Regions from separate parts of the Mus musculus genome. Here regions 2, 3 and 4 are each linked to region 1. The links are chromatin contacts, called in public ChIA-PET and HiCAR-type maps. All regions are on one chromosome and are shown on one strand. Each heading gives the region's core, a stretch centred on a gene start, on an enhancer-like site or on the middle of the called end of the contact. The rest is flanking DNA. Distances are from core to core; before and after follow the strand shown.

Region 1 (2,700 bases), core at 187-2,686:
TTATACCTAATTAAGAGTTCTACCTTGAGAAAATTGTAGGCTCAGCATGGGAATAAATGTACTGCTTTCAGAGCTGCTACAGTGTCCACATGAAATAACATTCATAAATCTGGTATGTAGTACATAGTTAATGTTAGCAACAGTTTTTATTGGTGTCCTAGCCATTTTTAGAATTCGATCTTCCCTGTCAGCATTCTGTAATGAAATGTTCCGGGCTGGTTGTTCAGTTTACAGTGCTTTAGACAACAGCCCTTTTTTGTTATAACGGAATCAGAAAGACAGAATTTTAAAGTAGCTCAGTTTATTACTCTGTTTATTCAAAAACTTAGCCTGAGTTAAAGAGCTACGGTGGCTCTGTGACTCAGGTACACCTCTTGGCAACGGTCTCTTTCCATTCCCAAGTGTGCTGAAAATCACCGAAATGTCAGCCTATAGCAATTGGCACAGTTTTGAGCAAAAATACTTGGTAAGCAATTCCAAAGTCAGTGACAGGTAGGCAGAGGGATGGGGCGGCTTCAGGTCGCTCTTTGTCACTGGGGATCTCCTATGCAAACAAGCCTAGGTTGAACAGTACTCACTCTTTAAGTCTCATCTACTTCAGTAGTTAAGTGGCACCCAGCAAACTGTGCATGAGTGCTCAGTAAGGAACTTATACATCCTTTAGTGGAAAAGCAGATGTTAAAAGAATTCCTTCTCTTCTAGATGATTGAAATTAATTAAATTCTGTGGGGAAAAAAGTTCTTATGAAGAACTGAATTTAGCTAAGAAAGGAAGATTCAACAAAAATACAGAAGATGATAGGATTCAAACCGGTTTCATATCAGGTCTTTGAGGACGGATAAAAAGGAGCCACCGTAGGGGTTGAAAGACCAGCAGAGTATTTGGAGCAGAGGGAGCTAATACAAAACTTCTCATGTCCTGGTAATGAGAAGAAAAGCTGTTTGCAAGGAACCCAGACATCAAGTGGAAAGCCAATTCTTTCCCTCAAGTAACTCTGTCTTATGATAGGATGGTATTGTTTTAAAGATGCATTCAAAAGAGAATTGGTTTTACAAACAAAGCTATTTTAGACCAGCACAGCTGTCCACTCAGGTCGAGTAGTATTAGGACTGGACAGTTTCGTGCGCTTTTTTGCATTTCTTCCTTTGAATCTGGTCTCCTTGGAAACTTGATGTGTTGGGTTGCTTAGACTGGTTTTTTTGCTATTGAAAAATCCAAAGGCAGAGAGAATCTTATCCTGTTTTCCTGGCTGAGAGTTTTGTGTGGGTGTGTGCACTGCAGCTGTGCTGTGGGTTTCTTGGCATTCAGACAGGGCAGTTCTCCATGTAATGCATCGCAGAAGGAAGAAGCCTTCGTGTAACAAGGCTACTTTGACTGGATTAGGTTCAGCGGAAGGCCCCTAGGGCTGGGCTGCTGGCTGGTAGCCTCACTTGTTTGTCTCTGTGGCTCCAGCAGGCTCAGCCCATATACAGGTGTGAGGGTAGAGATGTGTCAGAAAGAGAACATAAGAGCTTTGTCTCAGTATAAAATTGCCACTTAGCAATACAGTTTTTAAAGGTTTTTATTAGTTAATTATACTTTGCTTGTTTTTTCTTTAAAGATCATTGAAAAGGGCAGTGTGAAAACATTGCATGCAAATGTGCATTTAGCATTTTCTATAATTTATGAGAATGCTCTTTTCCTAGAGCCTTTGTGCACAGATGGATCTGCAGCACTGCACCTACCACTTCCTCCTTGTCTTCAGCCCCGTTTGCCCTCTGCTGTGGTTTTCCCCAGTCGTCACATTAAGTGTAGACAGCATGCAGCTCTCCATTTCTCAAGCCTTCCGTTGGAACAGCTTACCCTTTACACAAGCAAGCCGAGAAAAGCCTCCAACTTAATTCTTATGGTCTCTTCTTGTTTATCCTTTTGCTCGTGGTTGTTGCTCTCAAAGTGCTATAGAGTAAGCTTCTATCTTTGTGTGCCTGTGTTCAGATCCAGTCTTTCCTAATGTGGTCCCTCTCTGACTTTCTGCCTCTTCCTAAAATACAATACAATACAGACCAAACACAGCTCAGCAAGATTACATCAGATCTTCAGAATTCTATGGCTTTTATTGTAGGCTTTAGTTGATGTAGTCAAGCCAGAGGACTTACCTAATTCATTCTCATTCACATCCTCTCTCTCTCTCTCTCTCTCTCTCTCTCTCTCTCTCTCTCTCTCTCACACACACACACATACACACACACACACACACACACACACACACACACACACTCATTTACCCCCTCCCATTTTTTAATGACTAGCATGATTTAAATGTTTCCTTCCCCCATCTTTCTTCATTTCTAAGTTGCCCCCCCCCCTGAATCTTTGCCCAGGGCACCTAGGTTTCACAGGGGTAAACAAGTTCCCCATCTGTTCTCTGCTGTATGCTGTAGTGCTTACAGTGGCCTGACTCTCACGGGGTGGTTCTCTGATTAGATGCATTAATGGGCTAGGTAAAGTGCCAATCAAGTCTATATCTAGTAAGGTGTTACACCCATGGAAATGGGTTGTTTCATCCTTTAAAAACTCTGTATTAATGCTTATTTTAGAATTAGTTTTACTGCAGTCTGTCTAATTGTTTTATGTCTTTTTTTCTGTTTTAGATTGTACACATTTGGGAAAACAGGGGTGGGCCTCACTATTTTCAGCTTACCATAGGATGCTAGATGCTAT
Region 2 (2,700 bases), core at 151-2,650, 610 kb before region 1:
TTTTGAATTATTAAAATATACACCCATTTACATGAATAGATAGATTGTATAATTGCAGTAAATGATAGATGTTGATAGATAAGTAATTGACGGGTGATATGTAGAGGGTTAGATAGGTAGATGGATGGATGGATGGATGGATGGATGGATAGGTAGATAGATAGATAGATAGATAGATAGATAGATAGATAGATAGATAGATAATAGACACATACAGCCAGGTGCATATATCAGCTGGGAAATTCTAGTTATCTAAGAGTTATAGCTACATAACATCTCCCCCTTTTAAATAAGGTATGCATCTAGCTTTTCACAGTCTGCTTCATTCCCATAGCCTAACTCACAAATGTGTGCACTTGCTCAAAGAATGTTGAAGTTAGAACAGATGTCAGTAGATCACCCAAGCTACCTGAAAAGGTGCCTTCCCGAGACCTGAGAGGTTCTGAACATGAACTCTCTCACCCATCACTGCCATTGATGATGTCACTATCACCACTGATAGCATCTATATGATGACTCCAAGATTACGAACTGTTTCAAATACTATCTTTTGGGTGTCATCTACCTGGAAATTACATATCACGGCTTGTCCTGGGAGGTAGGATTCAACTCCCATGCTTTCTGTGTAGGAAAGACTTTCAAAACCACATGGAGTTAAATCACAAAACAGATACCAGCACTGAGATGCGGTGGGTATGTGGCTGTTCACCAAGTATCTTCAACATCACAGTATCCTCGTTTAGCCTGCGCCAGGCTCTGTTATCCTGGACCGGTCACCACATTACTACTCTGTCATGGAAAACCCTTCCTCCTTCATGATAAATCCATGCACGGAAAGATCTCTTGATACACAGGAGCCCAAAGGGGTGATGATTTACATGCTGATGTTATCTAACTGTCTCTGCAAAAATCCTGTAAGATTTCTTAATTATTTCATTACACGGGAGGATAGAGAATAGCCGTATAAATAAGGTGAACTATAACCTAATTTTCCTTTTGCGATGTATGGTAAAGAGTTTGGTTGTCCCAAGACTGGTTACAACAGTCTCTGCTCAGTAGCTGGAGAGGGAGAGAGAGAGAAGTGGTCAGAGCAGGTCTCTGACTCCAGCATTCACTAGTTGTAGTACACGTGAGGATACACATGCCTGACCTCTGCTCTAGCGCTGTACCAAGCAGGCAACCACACAGGATGGACCCTCCATCCTTGCCCAAACTGCTCCAGATGTGCTCCTCCATCCAGCCCAGCTAAGGAAGAGTCACCGGAGGCCAGGAAATTCTACTCATTTCACGAGATGAATGTAATCAGGAGAAAGACAGCCGAAGAGCCAGCTCACCGTGACTCATCTGGCTTCAGAGAACATTGTCAGTGGTCCTAGCAACACACGCCACTGCCAAGAGCCATTTCATTTGATCTCTGAACTGATGCTTAAACCACAGATTTCCTGGGCCTGAGGCCTCCCAGGAAATGGAACCAAACAGTGGCTGATTCATGTTTCCTCTGAGGGCAACAGGAAAAGTACCTGCTACAGAAACTGCAGGCTGCCCTGAGCTGTGGCTTAGGCCTCCTCAGAGGGCAGGGGCCCCATCAGTCACTGTCTTCCTCAGAAAGAGGAGTCTGAGAGGGCAGGCCAGAGGCATCAATGTTCATGATTGGCTGTGTTAAGTCAGCCTCTGACTGTACCAGGAGAAGATTCTCTCTCTCTCTCTCTCTCTCTCTCTCTCTCTCTCTCTCTCTCTCTCTTTCTCTCTTTCTATCCTCCCCTCCCTTCCCCTCCCCTCTCTCTTCCTCCCCCAACCCTGTTTCCATGTTTCTGATAAGGCTATAGCTCCTTGTCTTACACACAGCATCAGTGTACTCTGACTGCTGACTATATCTACAACCCACATTTGCATATTTGTTGTCTGCTCCAGGACAGCAGGACTTTGGACAGATAATAAGTATAGGTGATGCTCCTACCAGATTTTTGACACATTAATTCATTTATTTCTTGCAACCTTATAATGGAGAAACAATAGTTTTTATTTTTCAGGTGACAAAACCTAGGCATAGAGAAAGACTTGGCTTACCCATTTCCCCAAACCCTGGGAGCTGTGCAATCCCAGGCCACCAGACTCCAGCCTGAACTTTCAACCAGAGTGACAGCTCTGTAGCTAATTTTTAAAAATTAATTAAAAGGTCACACTCATTTCACAGAAGACATTCAAATTCTTGCTAAGGTACCCCAACTATAAGACCCTCTAGAATTCAGGGAGCTGCTTAGCCATAAAGCTAGCATAATCATATTACTTCTTAACCTGTTAAAGAAAAAAAATGTATAGCATACAATATGCCATCCTAACTGCCTTGAGGCACACAGTTTGTGGCACTAGGCACATGCACATTGTTGTGCAACCATCATTTCTTCCCTTACCTTTTGACTTTTCAAGGCACAGTTTCTCTGTGTAACTGGCCTGGCTGTCCTAGAACTTCCTATGTTGATCAGGCTGACCTTGAACTCATATAGAGATCCTCCTATCTCTGATGGGATTAAGACTTACCACATCCAGCTGTAACCATCACCTCTTTAGAGTGTTTTCATCTTCCCCAACTGGAAATCCGTATGCCTTGAACCCCCTATTTCTATAAAATCTAAATAAAGAAAAGAGGAGAAGAATCAGCCATGTGGGAGAACTTGAGAGGGTCATGGTAAATCTTGCCTT
Region 3 (2,700 bases), core at 119-2,618, 530 kb before region 1:
CAACTTTCCCTCATCATTCAAGGTAGCATGTGCTTTTCATAGTCTTTCAAATACTGATCCCTGAAACAAAACCAAAAACATACCTTTGCCCTGTTTTCTATTCACTGTTCACCGCTGTAATGTAAGTAAGCCCTCTTTGGGGGGGGGGGGGGGAATGCAAAAATGAAGTTTAACCCACAATTGAGTCTTACATCCTGTGGTCTTGGAATTTTAAAATTTCATTCAAAACACACATTATAAACAAACTCTCCCAAATGACCATCTCGAGAGGAATGTGGCAGAAATCCAGAAACAATTGTAATATTTGGACCAAGCATGAGCATAAATAGCCAGTGTGTGTTTTCATGAGGGGGATTATGGCTTGTTTCACAAACCCTACAGGGGATTTGTAGATGGGCAGAGCTCAATTCCATGTCGGTTGAGTGTCTCCAGAAGAAAACAATCCCTTGACAGTCAGTGAAGATGAGCTATTAAAAAGGCTCTCTTTGTTTGTTGGAAGCAGTGGTGTGTGTGTATGTGTGTGTATGTGCATGGGTGTGTGTGTGTGAAATTCACGCCAGGAGCCTTTCACACGCTAGGTGAACACCCTACCACTGAACCCCAGCCCCAGCCCCCAAATATCTTTTTAAACTACTCCTATCTGTTGACTACGAACATTGGAAGGAAACTTTCTGGCCTATAAATAAATGCCTATAACCTCAAGCTCAAAGTTGTATCCGGGGCACCTGATCTTTAGTCTAACGGTGGAGACCGATTCAAGGTGAGCGGGTGCTAGAGAAAGGAACACAAGCAATCTTATGTCTTTTTGTCAGGAATATCCAACCAGTGGAGTCAGTGAGATGCCACCAGGCAGTATCCAGGGGGTGGATGATTTAAAGGAGGATGGAGTCCAGTTGTGCTGCAGGGTCAAACTTCAAAGAGATAAGGTAGGATGGGGAAGCTGTAGAGAGCCTCCTAGTGTGTGCACTAGCCTATGCGAATAGTTCATCTCTCTCCCAGAAAAGTGGCAGTACTTTAACACACACACACACACACACACACACACACACACACACACACACACACGTTGGCATGAGAGTGAAGAACAATTAAGTCAGAGAGTCATTTCAAAATAGTTCTTGGCTCCTTACCTCTGCAGCAAAGTTTAACATGAAGACACCTTGTTATTTCTCCTTTTAGTCCTCAGTAAATTTTAATGGTCTACAAATCCATTATTTCTTCAAAATTTGTTTAGGAGAACAGCCTTATCTAGAGATCTACCATGAATCTCATGCCTATTTTTTTAATAGCACCAACACTCAGAATAGCTCTACAGGAACTGGCAGGATCACCTACTCTAATGAGTAGACCTTCCCACCTCCATGATGTTTCAGTTTCGATTTTAACACACGATTCTGAGAAGCCTGGGTGAACTAATATAGTATCGTAGGCCGCTGGGTTTTAATCATCGTGAAGTGAAAATGCATCGCCTCTCTGGGAGGGACAAAGGAAAGTAGAGGTTCTTCTTAGGAACCCTGTGAAGCTTGCCAGGCCCAAGCAGGAAACATCGAGCAGCTTCTCAGAAGACAGAGCCAAGACCACGTTAGAATTATCTGGTACCCATCAGCATCATGGGCTGATAATTATCTCTGAGGGTTAGTTAGCATGGTCGATGTGTGATCTGCAAGGCAAAAGTGGGGCCTCGGGACTCTCGAGTTTGTACTTCAGAGTGAAGCGGTTATGTCCAAGTTCCTTCACATACCCAACTCCTTGTGCCACGCTTAAGTCCCTTTTAAAGTCGATTCGACAATGCAAAAGCAGGGTTGGGCAAACAGTGGAGGTGGTACAAACAGGTTTGGGCTCAGGGAGAAGATAACCATCTTTAGCATCTGTTTCTGTCCTTCCCTCTTCCTGCTACCCCTTGTCTCTTCTCTGAAGTCCTGGAGCTTGAGCCCAGGACCTCATGCCATACCAAGGAGCCAGCTCTGCGCAGAGCCGTTAGACATCGCCAGCCTTGATTTTTATCTGCATCTGACCTGGGGTATCCCAGGATAAATCAGTTGAATTTTGGATTCGCATTTCACCTCTCAATAGGGATAAAAAGCACCCGATGCTTGCAGAGCCCAGGGCGTATGCACATTCACTCAAAGGAGTCTGTAATACCAAAGCTAATGATTGGTATCAAGACACACTGCACTTCTTACTTTTCCCATGTAGCTTTCACCAAGGAACAGTAGAAAGAGCCAAACCTATAAACTCTGAAAGAGTGTACTATCAACCGAGTGCTGGAGTTTATCAAGTGAACTCCAAATTGAGGGTTATTGTTTTCTGCTCAGGTGTCTGACAACCTTCCTATTGGAGTGCAGACTTAAAGTACTTTGATCATCTTTTTTTGTTTTTTGTTTTGTTTTGTTTTTTTGTTTTTGTTTTTTCGAGACAGGGTTTCTCTGTGTAGCCCTGGCTGTCCTGGAACTCACTTTGTAGACTAGGCTGGTCTCGAACTGCCTGCCTCTGCCTCCCGAGTGCTGGGATTAAAGGTGTGTGCAACCATGCCCGGCTTACTTTGATCATCTTAACTGAGTCAAATTCACTAGTAGGTAAAAGAAAGTTTTATTATGAGGCCAGCTGGCCTGTGTGAAGTGACGTTCCCTTTTTCCCCTAGCATCTGTCACTCCTGCTTAATTTCTTACATGGCTTTATCATCACTGAAAATCCCTTACA
Region 4 (2,738 bases), core at 188-2,687, 750 kb before region 1:
TTTGGCTTTTGGTTTTTCTGTATAGCCCTGGCTGTCCTGGAATTCACTTTGTAGACCAGGCTGGCCTTGAACTCAGAAATCCACCTGCCTCTGCCTCCCGAGTGCTAGAATTAAAGGCATGCGCCACCACGCCCGGCTTCCATTATAAGTTTTAAGTTGCTTGCCGTTCGAGTAGTTCTGGGTAGTACATTTAGAATCTCACAGCATCTGAACCACCTCTCGGGCATGAATTGGCCTGGAGGCAGGGTCTGCCCCTCCTGTTAGCTGACTCCATTTTCAGATTGATAGGCGCATTGTCATAGTGCCAAGGTCCCCGCAACTCTCACTTTCCTTGACCTCATCCTCAGAGAACAAGAGCGGATTGTAGTGGGTTGGGCTGTGCCAAGGAGAAGCCACGCAGGGCTTCTTCTAAGTAGAGAGACGGTAGACATTTTGAGAGAGAGCCCACACTCACAAAATGTTTATTAGGTTATATTATTATAATTGTCTTACTTATTATGAGTTGATTTGTTAATTCTTTCTGGGCATAACAATACTTTATTATTATTAATTTTAGAGTCAGGATTTCCGGTACCTCAGGTGGCCTCAAACTCACTGTGCAGCAGAAGATGACCTTGAACTTCTGACCCTCCCACCTCTAGCTCCTGAGCGATTACAAGCATATGTTGGTACACTGGGTCTTAGGCCATGCTGGAGATGAGCCCAGGGCTAGGTGGAGTTTACCAACTGAGCTAGCCCCAGCTATCTCAGCCTACTTTATAAGCCAAAGCTTATTCATGCTAGGCAAGAGCACTGTCTGGAAGCAGGTGTACCTTAGGGCCCAGATGATCTGCAAGTGTGCACCGCTCCCCCCCCCCCTTCCCCCCATAATGTTCAAGGTTCAAGGAACTTTTTGCTCTCAGGCAAGGGGTGCCACGGCACCAAGTGGCCAGAGCTGATAGGCTCTGGAGCATCAGTCCCTGCCTTCCTGAGGCCACAGAGGCACCCTGTGTGCCAAACTCCACTCTTGATGGGAGCTGCCGGTTGGGGACAAAAAGACAGATTAAATGAAGACCCAAGGAATATGAACCAAAAGAAGGAAGACAAGTTTAATAGATTCCACTCCTCCCCCCCCCCATCTCCGGCACCCCACTAATATTGATCAAGTCAGCAAGTGCAATATCCTGTCTCTGCTCTTTGCTTTTACTCTCAGGAGATAGAGTCTCACTAAGTTGTTAAGACCATCCTCGACCTCCAAATCCTCCTGTCTAGGCTGGGCTTACAGGCCTGCTCCACAGCCACCAGCCTGGCTGACCTGGGTGATTTTAATGGGAATGATCTCAATGAAAAAGTTTACCCCCATGGTGAGTGCAGACAGAGGCTTTGGAACAGGCTGGGCGGCTCGGGAATGAGGAGCAGCTGCCAGCATCTCCCAGGAGGGGGCAGCAACGCCACATGCAAACAGGACCATGACTTCTCTAGGAGGGAGGGTCCCAGAAGAGGAGGGTGGAGCTGGGGAAGTCCTGTCTGTGGCCTCAGCACCTCTCACTCGACCTGCTAGCATCCTTTCTCACCGGCCAGAGTGTATCCCTCCGGAGGACTGCAGGAATTCAGTTTATTACTGTCCCTATGGTCCCCAAAGCTCCAGGGAAGTTGGCTGGGTTGATAGAGGCACAAAGGATCCATGGGAGTCTTTTGCTTGGTTAATCTGGCCTCTTCTGAGCAGTTAAATGCTGAGCAGGTGGTTAAACCTTGGTTGTTTGAGAACCTCCCCCGCCCCCCCCCCCCAACAAAGGGTCCTTCTCCTCTGGAAGCCACCATGCAGTGGGTTATTTGATTTCAGGATGGGCGTGAACTGAGTTCCGAGGAGAAGGAGGAGGAGAAGGAGGAGGAGGAGGAGGAGGAGGAGGAGGAGGAGGAAGAGGAGGAGGAGGAGGAGGAGAAGGAGAAGAAGAAGAAGAAGAAGAAGAAGAAGAAGAAGAAGAAGAAGAAGAAGAAGAAGAAGAAGAAGAAGAAGAAGAAGAAAAGAGCCACACCTATGTTAAAGAGTCCACTGGGCTGATGAACTGATTAAAATGTAACGATTACGAAGAGTTGGAATGCTGTCGATCCAGGCTCCTCTTTGGTTATCTTTGGTCTGCTTAATAGCCTCTTATCATTCCTATCTTTAGTAACATCCTTCCTGTGATCAGGTAAATCCTGCTGGAATACAGGAACCAGAGCTTAACCTTCACCCACCTCCAAACCAAGAATGCTACCAGACAGTGCCTGAGTCCCTAATCCTGTCCTTAGCTATAAAGTTCTCCAAACTGTCTCCACCTTGGGATGCATTATTCTGGGACAAGGGGAACCTGTGTTCCCAGTCCATGGTCACTCGTATTTGAATCATATAAGAATCAATTATCTTCTTCCCTTTGGAGTGGGAGGAACATTTCGTATAGACAGCTGACTCCATTTTCAGATTGATAGGCGCATTGTCATAGTGCCAAGGTCCTCGCAACTCTCACTTTCCTTGACCTCATCCTCAGAGAACAAGAGCGGATTGTAGTGGGTTGGGCTGTGCCAAGGAGAAGCCACGCAGGGCTTCTTCTAAGTAGAGAGACGGTAGACATTTTGAGAGAGAGCCCACACTCACAAAATGTTTATTAGGTTATATTATTATAATTGTCTTACTTTATTATGAGTTGATTTGTTAATTCTTTCTGGGCATAAACAATACTTTATTATTATTATTATTAATTTTAGTGTAAGGTGTGTGT

The links. ChIA-PET counts read pairs in DNA pulled down with a chosen protein or histone mark. HiCAR-type assays count read pairs that join an accessible place to other places.
Region 2: an RNA polymerase II ChIA-PET map of memory CD8 T cells shows a contact between it and region 1, with 11 read pairs. The contact joins two enhancer-like sites. A contact is called at or near these places in 1 of 115 datasets of contacts at active chromatin or transcription factors (memory CD8 T cells) and 1 of 9 other capture datasets (embryonic stem cells).
Region 3: an RNA polymerase II ChIA-PET map of memory CD8 T cells shows a contact between it and region 1, with 12 read pairs. The contact joins two enhancer-like sites. A contact is called at or near these places in 2 of 39 promoter capture datasets (the HPC-7 cell line and pre-B cells), 1 of 115 datasets of contacts at active chromatin or transcription factors (memory CD8 T cells) and 1 of 9 other capture datasets (liver).
Region 4: a contact with region 1 is called in a HiCAR-type map of Th17 cells, with 7 times the contacts expected there. The contact joins two enhancer-like sites. A contact is called at or near these places in 1 of 39 promoter capture datasets (the 3T3-L1 cell line), 5 of 15 datasets of contacts at CTCF or cohesin (the NIH/3T3 cell line, embryonic stem cells, large pre-B cells and 2 more), 60 of 484 Hi-C or Micro-C datasets (the 3T3-L1 cell line, B cells, the Ba/F3 cell line and 36 more) and 5 of 115 datasets of contacts at active chromatin or transcription factors (Th17 cells, astrocytes and embryonic stem cells).

Annotation. Positions count from the first base shown.
Region 1 is chr5:54,099,760-54,102,459 of GRCm38.p6, forward strand. All of the region lies in intron 3 of Stim2 (stromal interaction molecule 2), which reads left to right. Among named protein-coding and RNA genes, the nearest start is that of Stim2, 100 kb to the left of the region's middle. Within about 2 kb of position 1,437, at least 162 of the 459 cell types and tissues checked have an H3K27ac peak or open chromatin away from gene starts, as enhancers often do. A contact at or near this core is called in CD8 T cells, Th17 cells, cerebral cortex and 1 more, where this site is marked.
Region 2 is chr5:53,489,476-53,492,175 of GRCm38.p6, forward strand. No RefSeq gene overlaps it. Among named protein-coding and RNA genes, the nearest start is that of Gm40304, 56 kb to the right of the region's middle. Within about 2 kb of position 1,401, at least 146 of the 459 cell types and tissues checked have an H3K27ac peak or open chromatin away from gene starts, as enhancers often do. A contact at or near this core is called in memory CD8 T cells, where this site is marked.
Region 3 is chr5:53,565,288-53,567,987 of GRCm38.p6, forward strand. It overlaps a transcript of Rbpj not described here. Among named protein-coding and RNA genes, the nearest start is that of Gm40304, 20 kb to the left of the region's middle. Within about 2 kb of position 1,369, at least 70 of the 459 cell types and tissues checked have an H3K27ac peak or open chromatin away from gene starts, as enhancers often do. A contact at or near this core is called in memory CD8 T cells, where this site is marked.
Region 4 is chr5:53,353,819-53,356,556 of GRCm38.p6, forward strand. No RefSeq gene overlaps it. Among named protein-coding and RNA genes, the nearest start is that of Gm40303, 88 kb to the left of the region's middle. Within about 2 kb of position 1,438, at least 46 of the 459 cell types and tissues checked have an H3K27ac peak or open chromatin away from gene starts, as enhancers often do. A contact at or near this core is called in CD8 T cells, Th17 cells and cerebral cortex, where this site is marked.